Regions from separate parts of the Zea mays genome. Here region 1 is linked to region 2. A link is a contact called in public Hi-C data. All regions are on one chromosome and are shown on one strand. The core of a region is the stretch at or near the end of the contact, and the rest is flanking DNA. Distances in the headings are between cores, read along the strand shown.

Region 1 (6,953 bases), core at 1,038-3,537, 130 kb after region 2:
TAGTCAAAGGTACAGAAAATCATCACAGAAAATAACGCAAGGCCATGGATCTATGTTTTATCAACTCATAACTCGATCCCGAATATTACATTACATCCATCTCATACATTCATTCACACAGTAAGGGATTCGAGTAAATGAGGACTAGATCCGAGTTTTTAAAAGTTAAAGACGGTCAAGAGACCGACTCGTCTTACCCACTCCCGAGCTGTCGTGCTCGGACCGCCGTCAGTTCCCGGCCGACAGCAGCTCACCCGCCCGAAGGGATGAGCTAGCTGGCGGCAGGGTCTGCGGGGCCAGTGCTCATGAAGTTTCGGTCGTTTTTTTTAGTGCAGAGGCGGCTGAAAAACAGAGACAGGCGAACTCGCAGAGAGAGAAGGAAGAGAGACAGATCGATAAACAGAGAGCTGTTCTTGTGCGGCTGAAAAAAATATAACACAGAGGAGGCATGCTGGACGTTCGTCAAGGCTAGAACCAAGAAATAAAAAAGAACAAAATCAGATAGAGATGACCATGCAGCCAAGTGCCTGTGGCAATGGCCATGCGGCCAGAATGAACAGCAAGTAGCAGGCGCGGTCGGCATGCTCCCTACGGCGGGTGGGTTCGGCTACAGGCAATGTGTTGAGAGGCGGCTGGGTGAATGGAGCAAATAAACTAGGGCTTAGTCCCTGGCCGATTATTCCGCATTATATAGAACACTGAGATGAATCTGGACTATCGGATCGGCACTGATGGCTGAGATCAATTAAAGGGAAGGGGACGCTGCGTGGGCCAAATGCGCAGCCCAGCTCCAGGTTGCGACTTAGGTGGGCACCGCCCTCTCCCAGCTGTGTTGGGCTGCCGTCTACTGGTCCCAGGCGCGCGCGCCCTCTCCTCCCATGGGTCGCCAGTGCGTGGCTGGGCTACATGGCCAGCAATTTTTTTCCAGCGATTTTTTATTATTATTCCTGGAAATAGTGAAAACTGAAAAGAAATCAGAAAAATAGTACATAAAATTCAGAAAAATCAGAAATATTTTTTTTAAATCTAACAAATTACAGAGAATTTATGGACTATTTTATTCCGCTGCGTACTTTGGTACTTTATTGATTTTATGCAATTTTCAGTTGATTATGAAACCAACGTGGATTAATTATTGTTTAAATTGCATAGAATTCAGAAATTTTGTGATAATTGAATATTTTAACCAATGTTAAATATTGTTACCACATTTTTGAACAGAAACATCTATTTTTGTTCTAGATCATCCAACGATGGTTTAGAATTTTAGAAACATATTATTTTTCTATGCATTACTGTTTATTATGAAGCTTACGTGGATTAATTCTCTTTAAGTGCATAGAAATCCAACGACGGTTTAGCGGTCGTCATGCATCATCCTTTTATAGAAAACCCCATGCATTTCTTCCTAATCGACCTGCACTCGATACCCTCACCCGTTTGCCTAGAAAACGCCATCGTCTGTGTCTTCCGCCCGGTCCCCTCGCATGTCCGCGTCTTCCGGCCCCCAACCAGTCGCCGCCACCTGCGCTCGCATCGTCCGCTCGCCTAGAAACCACTGTCGTCTCCACTCAACGAGTTGAAGGAGTAGGCTTGGCTTGGCTCAAAATCGGCTCGCAAGTTGCATCCATGTGACTACGTCATTATGCTTAAATAATAGGGTAGCAACAATTCTGATATGCCATTTGTTCTCAATAATGATCAACTATGTTTTTTAGGTTCAGGTTCAGAGAAATGTCCATAAATTCTGAGAAGTGCAGCAGTATACACTTCTTTCAATCAAGACTACTGGGTGCAACGAAGATCGTTCTTTCTACCCTCAGGCATCAAGATACAACACCGAATTGAAGGATTGATGGATAATAATGCTAAAGCAGCAAAAAAGGTATTGTTATTATAGCGATGGATTTTTTAATAGACAAACTTCGCATGACTGTTCTTATATAGAGATTAAAACAATGGATAGGTAGGCGAAGGCAAATATGCAGTTTACTGGGAAAAGAAAATTTCCATTCAGATGGTCTTTTCACCTAATTTTGGTCTATAATTTTGAACTTACAAATAAACCTGGCAAGCAAGTTTGGAGCATGGTTAGGATCAAGAACAACATCAATTTTCAGCCTTCAAGGTTACAACCAATTGTCACTACAAAGTCCAGATGCAACTTAATTTTAATTAACAACACAACATATAGCCATATATATGTTATTGTTACACTATTTTTTTCCGTTGCAACGCACGGATACTTACCTAGTTATAAATAAGGGGCAGCTCGCCTCACTCCCTCACACGGTCACACACACCACAACCCAGCCACCCACCACCTCCCCCAATTGCCTCTTCTCTTCTCCCAGCAGCTGCCGCGACGCAGTCCTACTCCTGCGGTGCCTCCAGTTTCGCAGCACCGTTGCCACACATCGCCAACTAACGCCATCGATCACCCGGCGGCCGCCCAGAGTCCTGCCCTGCCATATCCGAACCTGCTCCTGCAGCTAGCCAGCAACACAGACAGAATAGGTCGGTCGGTCGATCGATCGATGGCCAGCGTTATCGACGGCAATGGAGGCAGCCGGCTGGTGGTGACGGAGCTGGGCCACCTCAAGGAGCTGGCGATGCAGCTGGAGGGGCACCTCGGCGGCTCCTCGCCGGACCTCTGCAAGCACCTCGCCTCGCAGATCTCCTCCATCACCGACCGCTCCATCAGCCTGCTCATCACCGCCACCTCATCAAGCCCCCACGGCGGCGCCTCTGACGCGCCGCCCTTCATCAGGGCTACTACCAAGAAAAGGTATCATCATCCCATCGACGACCTTCCTGATTACCATACATAAACCTTCTTAACGAATTATTGGGTCTCTCAAGCCAAGTGGCTTTAAAGTTTAAACTATTGATTTACTTTGCAGGAAGAGGATGGACAAGAAGAGGCATGAGGTGAGGGTGGGCTCGGCCGGAGGCGGCGGCGGCGACCATCCGGCCGACGACGGCTACAGCTGGAGGAAGTACGGCCAGAAGGAGATCCTTGGAGCCAAGCACCCAAGGTGCCCACTTGACACATGCTGTGCTATCAGAAGATTTTTTTCCCCCCTCCTTCATCTTTTCCACACTCCACAGCCCAATCTCATCTGCACGTGTTCTTATCGCAACTTCGCAAGTGGAATCGAAATCATTTTGCCTCTGCTTTCTTTGTCTTCTTTCCATGGCGGGGCTGCAGCTAGTATTGTCCTGGTGGAAATGTCAGTACAGCCTCTTTTTGCTTGTCTTGTTTTGCAATTGTTTGGCTGGCCTCCACTTTTTGTCCGATGTCGGGGGCGAACAGGGATTCATCATATCGTGCGAATCTTGCTCTGGATGCACAAGAAAATTCTCTCTTCTCCTTCTCCTCCTCCTCCTCCTCCTCCTCTTTTTTCCCCTAACAAACAAGATGCCGGAGCTCACAAGCAAAATCTCATGGGCCTGCCTGACCTACCTGCCCGGACCTGACATGATCCACCGTGCGAAATTTCCAGGGGCTACTACCGCTGCACGCACAAGAGCTCTCAGGGATGTGCGGCGACGAAGCAAGTGCAGCGCACCGACGAGGACCCGGCCTTCTTCGACGTCGTCTACCTCGGCGACCACACCTGCGTTCAGAGCCAGAGGGCGGCAGCGACGGCGGGTCGTCAGGCTGCCGCGGACGCGCAGGCGCCGGAGTACGACGCCAACCTCATGGTGAAGACCGAGGGGCCGGCCCTGGAGCCAGAGCAGCAGCGGCGGGGCTGGGAGGACGCGCCCACGCCCTTTCTCTTCTCCTCCACGCCGGCGTGCCTTGTGCCGGAGCGCAGCCCCTTCTCCGCACCGTCCACGTCCGAGAACTGGGGCGTGTCCCCGGCGACCTCGGACTCCAACCACGTCGTCTCTTTCCCGCCTTTCGAGGTCGCCGCCGCCGCTGCCGCGCAGTTCGAGTTCGAGGAAGTCATGTCAGCGATCGACAGAGCCGACGGCGAGTTTCTCGAGGACCTCGACATCTATGTCTCAAGCTTCTTAGCGTGATCTGCTGGATGTAATGTAACCGATGAACGCTAGGGAATGGGAATCTGAGGCAGCTGTTACCATGAGTTGCTCTCTGCCGTTTGTCCAGGGGCAGAGCAGGGAAGAACACATGTTCTTCCTCGGCCCGTCCCGTTGTAAACCTTAGGGTGTGAGAATATTGAATGTCCCATCTCTCTCTCTCTTTTTCTTCGGTCGAGGGTTTGCAAGGAAAACAATTTCGTAATAGTGCTGTCAGTTCAGCTAAACATGTGAGTTTCTCGTGAATTTAAACATTTTTCCAACGTATAACAGTGCAGCTTAAGTTTGCGTGATATTTAATCTGATTAGCTCATGAATATTCAATCATGTATAATTAGTTAGTACTTAAGTACTGACTACATTCACCAGAGTTCGTTTAGCACTGTGCGTGAATTGGTAAAAATTGAAACACTACCAAGTAAAATGCCTCAATTCCAGGTACAGGACGATGATTCGGCGGCGCTCTTGCATATCCATTTCCGTGGCGCGTTGCTGGCTGCACCTCCCCTGGACTGGACAAAATGCTGATTGATCAGTTGATCCGGCGGCCTGTTAAAATTGTTCTAATTAAACTCGTTTTTTGTTTTAAAATCAAAATTGGTTAGTTTTCAATGACTAAACTTTTCCTCGACTCGATAGGTTCAGTTTAAAATTGGATCTCAAACAGCAAATGGGACTATATTTAAATAAGAATATCTAGACTTTCCAAGAAAACTTGAAACAATGATGTGTTGGTTTGTCATCCACTGTACTAATAATATCACTACCTAATACTACCTTGTTCTCTAATACTCCCTCTGTTTCTTTTTAGTTGTCGCTGAATAGTTCAATTTTGTACTATCCAGTGACAACTAAAATGAAACGGAGGAAGTATTTGTTACCCGCTAGTTTATTTTCAAACTAAAACGTGACAAATAAAAAAGAACGGTCCTTTCTTTTTAATCCCCGCATGGAAGATAAGTTAAATGGACAAAAGGTTCCATATTTAAATGTGACATTTTGAAAGGAAGGCAAGATAGACATATGTAAATGTATAAATCATTGTTGATATACTCCCTTCCTTATTACTCTTCTTTTGCTTACAAATGGTTATAATAGTACCTTCGACTACAAATGCAGTAATTTGAAGGTAAAAATATAGCTTCGGGGGTGAATAATTCTCAAGTCACAGGGTTCTATCTCATCATGCATGAAATTGTACCTCTATTTATAGTGGCATCATGGTATACAACTTCATACAAGATTACAATCATACCCACGTTTCTTAAATATATAAACTACAAGTCACGTCAGGACATCATCGTCCTTTTTCTTCACAGACATGTTGGCCAAGCTTCTATATCCTTCTTCTCATTCACCCTTGCTCCCACATCGGTATTGCGGAACTAAAGTTCCCTTTTTAGCCCTCACCTACACGTTGTTCTCATGGAGCCGAAGCTTCTAGCTTCGTATTTTGTTCGTGCACTACTTCATACGAAGGCTAGCTTCGTCAACGTTTTGGAGCACCTGAAACACACTTGAGAGCAATTGGTAGCACAATTTTTTGAGGGCCTTTGGCAAAGGTATCCCCAACAGATTTTCATCTTTTTTCGAATTGTCCATTATTATAATCAATAAATGTAAAAATGGAGTAAAAGTGAATGATGAGGGAAATAAATTTGTCTAAAGCATGCTTTACTCGATTGCTTACTGTAGAGCGACACAGGCTACTACGTGTCCAAAAGAGAGCAATGGGCCAAAGGACCACCATTATTACCCATGTTGCTAATTAAATATAGGGCCAAATAAATAAAAAAACTATCTATAGTAACATTCTAGATCTAATCCACAACATGTATCATATCGGTAATCTCATGAACATCTACCACTAAGGGCCAATAGCGAGACTAAGCATGTAAGATAGCGTGTCAAATGTGTATTAGTCTTCCGAGTTGTGGCATGTACATATGTAGCTTGCATGTCATCAAGAGTAGCAATCAGTTAAGGAATACCACGTGGCGGTGTAAAATCAATCTAATAACATGAGCTTGCCCTAACACGATCAAAGATTGCATCAGGGCAGTATGGCGCTTACATTGAAAACCCCATAGGGAGAGGTGGCGATGCGCCGAGAGGATGGGAAGCATATGCTGCTTGATGAACGAATGGCTTTCTGTTTATTATGACCATGATATGTTACAATATATGCTCATCTGTCTAACTTAAGCTTTCCATCTAATGTACTACTTATTTATGGTATAATGACTTATTTCTATTATACACATCTATTTCCCACCTAGGTCGAATACCTTCTCATTGGAGTCCTTTGGCTAGAAAAAGGAAACCCAAGTCCGACTAAGACTATGTGCCAACAAACGATCAAAACAAAGCGGTAGATTGATCTCAAAGATCTATGCAACTAGATGATGTGTTATCTAGATGATGTGTGGGTGTGAGTGGTTGGTGGAATCTCCTTGAGTTGGAAAAAATCTGTTTTTTCTGCCCAAAATTGTGATTTTTGGACAACAATTTATACAGGTAGCTCAAACTACATCCGCTTCTACAAATTAATTTCTAGGGACGACTCTTGTTCCCATCCGCCTCTAGAGGAAGTTGTAGTTTGAGCCACCTCTATAAATTATTGATGTGTAGAGACAGAAGAGGAGAGGTGGTTGGAACAATAGCCTTTATAGCGGCACCCTAGTTGCCTCTAAAAATCATATCTATGGTAGTGGTGGCCCTACATGGAAATCGAGTCAAACCATTTTGTCCCAAGTGAATAAGTGGTATAAACCTAGGAGCATTCTTTTTGGTATGTATAATAGCCCTACAACTTATAAAAAGTGGCTACCCAAGACATCTATCATTTCAACACTTTGTTATTTCCATAGGGTTAGCCAGGAGTTTCATGTTTTATACATATTAGG
Region 2 (6,766 bases), core at 2,341-4,840:
TGAAACTCCGGGCTGGTTGGCGCACCGGACACTGTCCGGTGCACACCGGACAATCCGGTGCCCCCAGCCGACCGTTGGCGCGGGCCACGCGTCGCCCGCGGATTGCGCGGCCGACCGTTGCTCTGGCGGTCGTTGGCTCACCGGACAGTCTGGTGCACCACCGGACAGTTCGATGAATTTTAGTCGTACGTCATTGAACTTTTCCTGAGAGCGACGACTCATCGGACAGTCCGGTGCACCACCGGACAGTCCGGTGAACTATAGTCGTACGCCGCCGTTGAGTCTCGAGAGCGGCCGGTTCACCTTGGACTTGTCTGGCGCACCGGACACTGTCCGGTGCACCACCTGACACTGTCCGGTGCATCCAGACCGAGCAGCAGTTGGCTGTACACAGCCAACTCTTTTCCAACCTATTTTCTCCTGTTTCCAGCACTTAGACACAATATATTAGTACCCAAATCAATGTACTAAGTCTAGAAACGTACCTTGTTATATGATTTGCACTTCTTCAATCTTTGGAACAATTTAGCACTTAGAGAGAGTGTGTTGGGCACTTAATCACCAAAACAATATAGAAATGGCCCAAGGGCACATTTCCCTTTCACCTACCACTTTCGCAGTGACCCACCCTTCGAGGATATAGACATTCGACAAGGTTCGCACGACTTCGATTTGGTCAGTAAAAATGTAGCTATATATTTTATTATATTCTTCATATAGTTTTTTTTAAACTTCTATCGTGTATTGATATGAAACTTGAATTCAACACAAAAGTAGTTTTTAGGTATTATTTGATTTGTCATGCGATTTTCTTGGCACTCTATGAATTTTGGTCCTACATCCGCCACTGCAGACAACTAGTAGACAGGCACATTCCCGGTCACTGCATACATCACCATAACAATCTATTTAAATAAAAGTTGTTGTACTTTCAAGCTTCTTGTACAACCATCAAACACATAAAATTTGAAAAAAAAATCTTAAAAATATATAAATCATTATTTACTCTATGTATATACCAACTTATAAATTCGAGTTTATCCTACGTTAAGAGATATAAAAAAGTAAAAAAGTCTATCTTTTTAGTCCTTCATACTGATATTTTTTTCTTTTTATATCTTCTAATATTAAATAAATTAGAATATGAAACTTAGTATATTAGTAGAGTAAATAATGATTTTTACTAATTTGATTATATGATAAACTTCGTTAGATAACGGGTTTTTGTTCCCCTCCATGTCTGTCACCACTATCCGTTGGTGCTATCCAGAAGGCGACCTGAGCCCAACAATTCCTGCCCTTTCTTTCTCGTGCAACAACCCACGTTTCCCTGTCGGGCTGCTAAGAACTTTATACTTTATTCGAGGAATTTATTATTCCTATTTATATATGTATCCGCTAGCTGGTCTATTGGCTACGTACTCTTCTCATGTTAAAAGCGTCCATGTCGTCTTCGATCACCCGTAGGTCTAGATTCAATGCAGGTCGCGTAAAAGGCAGGGCCGTCTCAACAATTTCAATGGACGACCCTTGTCTAAGAAAGTGGCAAGAGTCTAGCAATTTTAACGGAAAAGCCAAAAAAATCGTACAAGAAACATTTTAAGAAGGGGATTTGTTTTCATCAATCATATGTGAACATTTGTACGACACACGAGGGTCAGATGACTCTTTCCACAAAAAATAAATTAAAAAAATAAAATAGATCTTCCAAATAAAGTGAATATATGGCCCACACATAAAATATTAAACTATTGATACTGTATTTTATCTTAGTCAAAAACGAGAGAGAGGATATATGTTGAAAATGAGACCTGTCTTTTTTTTTATAGCTCGCTCGGCTGCTTAACCTCCTTCCTTTAGCAAGGTGGTACTATTCGTTAGCGATACACTGCAAACCTTCATGTTGTGTTGGGTTGAATGTTTACTAGTGACCCATCTATGAGGTAACGACACGACGACAGTGAAACCAAAATCGGTGTTTTATAGGAGTACAGGTAATAATAGAGTTAGAAATATTTTTGGGATTTGGGAAGGAGGTACAATTTATATATTAGTCAAGCTGTTTTCAGAGCCGTATAAAATATTTTTAAAAAAAGTCGTACCAAACAGCCTTTGATACAATAATTAAACTGTGTAGTATTATTACTAAGAGTTATTTCGCTTCTAAAAAAATAGTTGAATATCGAAATACAAAACGACGACAAGTAACTCTTTCTAGTTGCTTGTGCTAAATATATAGACCTTTAAACTTTTATTTTGGATAGTGAAATACGTACACTAAACGCTAAATTTATACGTTTATATATAATTCCCTCGTAGGGTTCCTAGTGCCATGGGCTCTATGTCGTTGGCAGCTGCACCTGCTGTCGACGGCCCTACGAAATGGCGCACTACGGACTAAAACAAGATTTAAACAAAATAACAATACTAATTTTGTTAGTGGATAACTGTCGAGTTGAAGAGAAAGGAAACTTGGGGCGACCATATAGAGGGCCTCTTTGGTCCATTTTTTTATGAGGAGCTTTTCTCATATTCTAGTTGTGAGTGAAATCTAATTGTGAAGAGAATCTTGATTTATTCGTTTCGGATTAAAGTCAGTTGTTTGAACTGCTGTAGCTAGAATCTATAGAGATAAAACAATGTAGAACAAGTAGAAATCGATACGAATTAAAGCCAAGTGAATAGGGTATTTGAGTATCGTGGAGATTACGTGCGGGGAAACATGAGTCTATAGGGTTAAGTACGTAAAAGTGACAGTTTCCTACTCCCGCAATTCGCAATGACTCAGCCGGTTTTTTGTTCACATTGATTTTGGATGGTTTTGACTAAAGTGATTTTTATAGAAGGGACCTGAAAAGCTAGGCGTTTGGTAGTCTGCAGTAGCTTCTGGTAGCCAGAAGCTGAAAACAACCGAAACAAAAAGGTCTAGGCAAAAAAAACCTGTTACCCATTATCCAAATTCGAACTACCCGAACCTGGATCTGAATTACCCGATCACTGATTCGAATTTTATTTGAGTAATTCGGGTTACCCATCCCATACCCGATTTGCACCAAATTACCCGAATTTCTAAAAGGCATCTCCTTACATGTAACATTATACAACATAAATAGCCTAGCCCACGTTTGTAATCCCACTGACCAACTCGGTGTCTCGAGCTCTCGGCCTCTTGGGGCACTCGACCGCTCCCAAGCAGGCTCTCAGGTCACAACTGTCCTACTCGGCTACTCGCAGCCTCTCCCAGGCAGGCTCCTAGCCGCACCCACAATCCACGCCATGGAGAACCCTAGCGCCATCGTGGCGTCGCCCGGCCACCGACCACCTGCGACCTGCCACCACCCCACGTTGCCGGACGCCGGTGGCCACGCCTCACCACGCCTGAGTCCTGACGCTCTAGGCCCCTAGTCCTGTTAGCGACAGGTGGCGGCACCGTGAGGAAGAAGGTACAGAGCAATGGGTCAGAGGGGAGAGAGGAAGCAGTCAGTAGATGGTAGAATGTAATTGTTGTTGTGTTTCTTTCTACCCCTTTCCTTCTCTCCTGGATACAAATAACTCTCTCACTATTACAACAGCCATTTTGGGCCGGCATATCGAACACTGGGCTTCTTCACACGACAGCCCATTGCGATGGCTTCTCCACATGCTTCACTTGCTTGTCTTGTATATAAGAGGCACTGACATCCCCCCTCCTTTGGACGACTCTTGCCCCCAAGCATCTGCATCTGGAAACGCCAGTTGGAGCACCTCAGTATCCTGCCATGATGATAGAGCCGCGTCCATACCGGACCAGTGCACAAGAACTTGGTCGATAGTTGGTCGATAGTTGGTCGATGGAGGAACCACCGCGTGACACCGTTCTGCGATCCAAGATCTGTGCATGGTACTGAAGAGCAAGGTTAGCAGTTGGCATGGAAGAACTCACCAGTTGGGGAGGGTGAACATATGGTTTGATCTCGGAGACATGGAACACCGAGTGAACTGCTGCCGATTCCGGTAGACGCGGTTTATAGGCGACCTTGCCAATGTGTTGGATAATCTCGTAAGGCCCAAAGAACTTGAAACTGAGTTTATGTGGCTTGCTCGAGTGGCTACGGACCCTTGGATGTAAGGCTGTAACTTCACATAAACGAAATCCCCTACAACAAATCCATGGTTAGTCCTGCCCTTATCATCCTGGTGCTTCATTCTCGCTGAGCACGCATGAGGTTCTGTTTCACCACACGAAGCATGACTGCATGAGTTCCCTGCTTGATAACCAGTCAGCCAACTCAGCAGTGGACACCGCGTCTGCAGGCACCAAGCTAAACTGTCTAGAGGGTCAGCCATAAACAACCTCAAATGGAGACATTCCCAATGATGAATGAGAACAAGTATTGTACCAGAATTCGGCTAGTGGAAGCCAGTGACTCCGTTTGGTTGGACAGGAATGAGTGAAACTGCTCAAGAAGGTCTCCAGTCACTGATTGACCTGTTCTGTCTATCCGTCGCTCTGAGGATGGTATGTTGTGCTCATTCGCAGTTTGGTGCCTAAAAGGTGAAAGAGTTCTTGCCACAGATGGCTTGTGAAGATACGGTCTGTATATGAGACTAGAGCATGAGGTAGTCCATGAAGTTTGTAGACGTTTGCCATGAAAGCTTGAGCAACTTTGAGTGTAGTGAATGGATGAAGCAAGCCGATGAAATGGGCATACTTACTGAACGTATCCACCACTACGAGGATACATTTAGCTGCACTGGATCAGGGTAACTCTTCAATAAAGTCCAGCGAGACCACTTGCTAGGCTTGGTCAGGAACAGGCAACGGCTGGAGTAACCTGGGATACTTGATGCGGTGGGGCTTCACTTGGTGGCAGACTGCCAGACTGTGCACAAAACGACAAATTCCTTGACCAACTTCTTAAGCCCTGGCCACGCAAAGAGCTGCTTGGCCGTCTGTGGTGACGGGAAAGCCAGAATGGCCTCCAAGCTCACTGTCGTGCAGTGCTGAAAGGATGTGAAGCTGAAGGTCTCGATTAGCACCTAGCCACACTCTGCCCTTATATCGGATGAGACCTTGGTGGAGGGAGTAGGGTTCCTGTGGAGAAGATTGTAATGCTAACACGGTGAGCAGCTAGGTTGCTCTTGCATCCTGGCTGTACCCTTGAACCACCTGAGAGCCACTGGGTAGCTGTGGACGACACACTATAAATCTCTAGGCCAACTGAAGTGCGACGTGGCAGAGCATCGACGGCATCGTTATTCACACCCTTTTTGTAGATGATCTGATATTGCAGGCCTAATAACTTGGTAAATACTCGCTGCTGCCACGGCGCGTGCAGGCGTTGATCAGACAAATGGGAGAGGTTGCGTTCATCAGTGTATATCACGAATTTCGAGTGCTAGAGATAAGGTCGCCATTCGTCCACTGCCAGGATAATAGCTAGGCACTCTTTTTCGTAGGTTGACAGTCCCAAATTTTTGGCGCCAAGTGCACGGTTGACAAAGGCCAGAGGGTGGCCATCCTGTGTAAGTATGTCACCAATACCCGTACCTGATGCGTCGTTCTCCATAACGAATGGTCTGTTGAAGTTGGGAAGTGCCGAAACCAGTGTAGTAGATAATGTTGTCTTGATGGTCTGGAATGCCTGATCATGCTCCAATGTCCAAACAAACAATGACAGACCGTTTGGATCCCTTCATTTTAGAGAAATTGTAATTTAAACAATGACGGACCGTTTGGAACGAGGCCTGCTGCGTTTCAGTCGGAAGCTTGATAGTGGAGATGGCGGGGAGCGTCCGAGAGGAGCCGGAAGCGGAGCACCACTTGCGCGTGGAGAAGGTCCGCTGCTCTCTACGGAGTTACTCAACCGTGGTGCTTGGCCCTCGCGTGGGCTACCCTTTGCGTAGGATCACCAACGAGGATTAGTCAGAACCTTGCGTGAGTCCGGATACCTCGGTTAAAATACCGGCGTCATCCACGAGAGTTTGCATCTTTATCTTGCTCTTTACATTCTGCAATTATATTAAGTATTTAAGTTTCAATCTTGTCTTTCTAGTTAGATTATTTAGAATTGAAACTTAAGCTTTGCGGTAGAGATAGCAACACTTAGACAAAACCTAGGTTGCACATTCTAGTTTGATTATTTGCATAGGTTTTGTTCTAGGGATTCATTTGTGGCCTAGTTTAGAAAGAGTTTTTAGAAGTCCTAATTCACCCCCCTCTTAGGCGTCACTGTTTCCTTCAATTGGTATCAAAGTCTAGTTTGGCTCATTTGAAACGTTTTAGCATCACCGCTAAAAGAGCCGACGTCTTTTAAAGGAAGGGGATGAATACCCATAGGCCACCACACTTCGACGGCACTAACTTCCCATATTATAGTGCTAGAATGGCTTGTTACCTAGAGGCCATTGATCTAGGTGTTTGGAGAGTCACCCGTGACGGGATGAAACCACCAAAAAATTTCGAGAAACCCACCACGAGTGAGAAAAAAGAAATACATTTGAACGCTAGAGCCAAAAATTGCTTGTATGAATCTCTTAGCATGAATATTTTTAATCAAGTTTTTACATTAAAAACTGCTAATGAGATTTGACTAAAATTGCATGAGCTCCATGACGACATATCCAATGTTCGTGAGCAAAAAACATTGTCTAGTCTTAAATGGGTATAATTCTTTTGCTATCAAGGATAATGAGCTTGTTAGAGATATGTATTCTCGTTTGATTCTAATCATCAATGAGCTCAATCCTATTGGCATTAATAAGCTAGGTGATGCGGACATTGTGA

Evidence for each region. Hi-C and Micro-C count contacts between places; a contact is called where the count stands out from the background.
Region 1: a Hi-C map of endosperm shows a contact between it and region 2, with 2.1 times the contacts expected there. The contact joins the promoter of LOC100285217 here to the enhancer-like site in region 2. A contact is called at or near these places in 3 of 25 Hi-C or Micro-C datasets (ear, endosperm and leaf).

What each region holds. Positions count from the first base shown.
Region 1 is chr7:96,757,653-96,764,605 of Zm-B73-REFERENCE-NAM-5.0, forward strand. It overlaps LOC100285217 (WRKY74 - superfamily of TFs having WRKY and zinc finger domains), which reads left to right and starts at 2,288. Exons shown (of 2, transcript NM_001413656.1): 1 at 2,288-2,788; 2 at 2,904-4,370. The coding sequence starts at 2,538. The coding sequence ends at 3,480.
Region 2 is chr7:96,631,186-96,637,951 of Zm-B73-REFERENCE-NAM-5.0, forward strand. No RefSeq gene overlaps it. Among protein-coding and RNA genes, the nearest start is that of LOC111589834, 18 kb to the right of the region's middle. Within about 2 kb of position 3,591, at least 16 of the 20 cell types and tissues checked have an H3K27ac peak or open chromatin away from gene starts, as enhancers often do. A contact at or near this core is called in ear, endosperm and leaf, where this site is marked.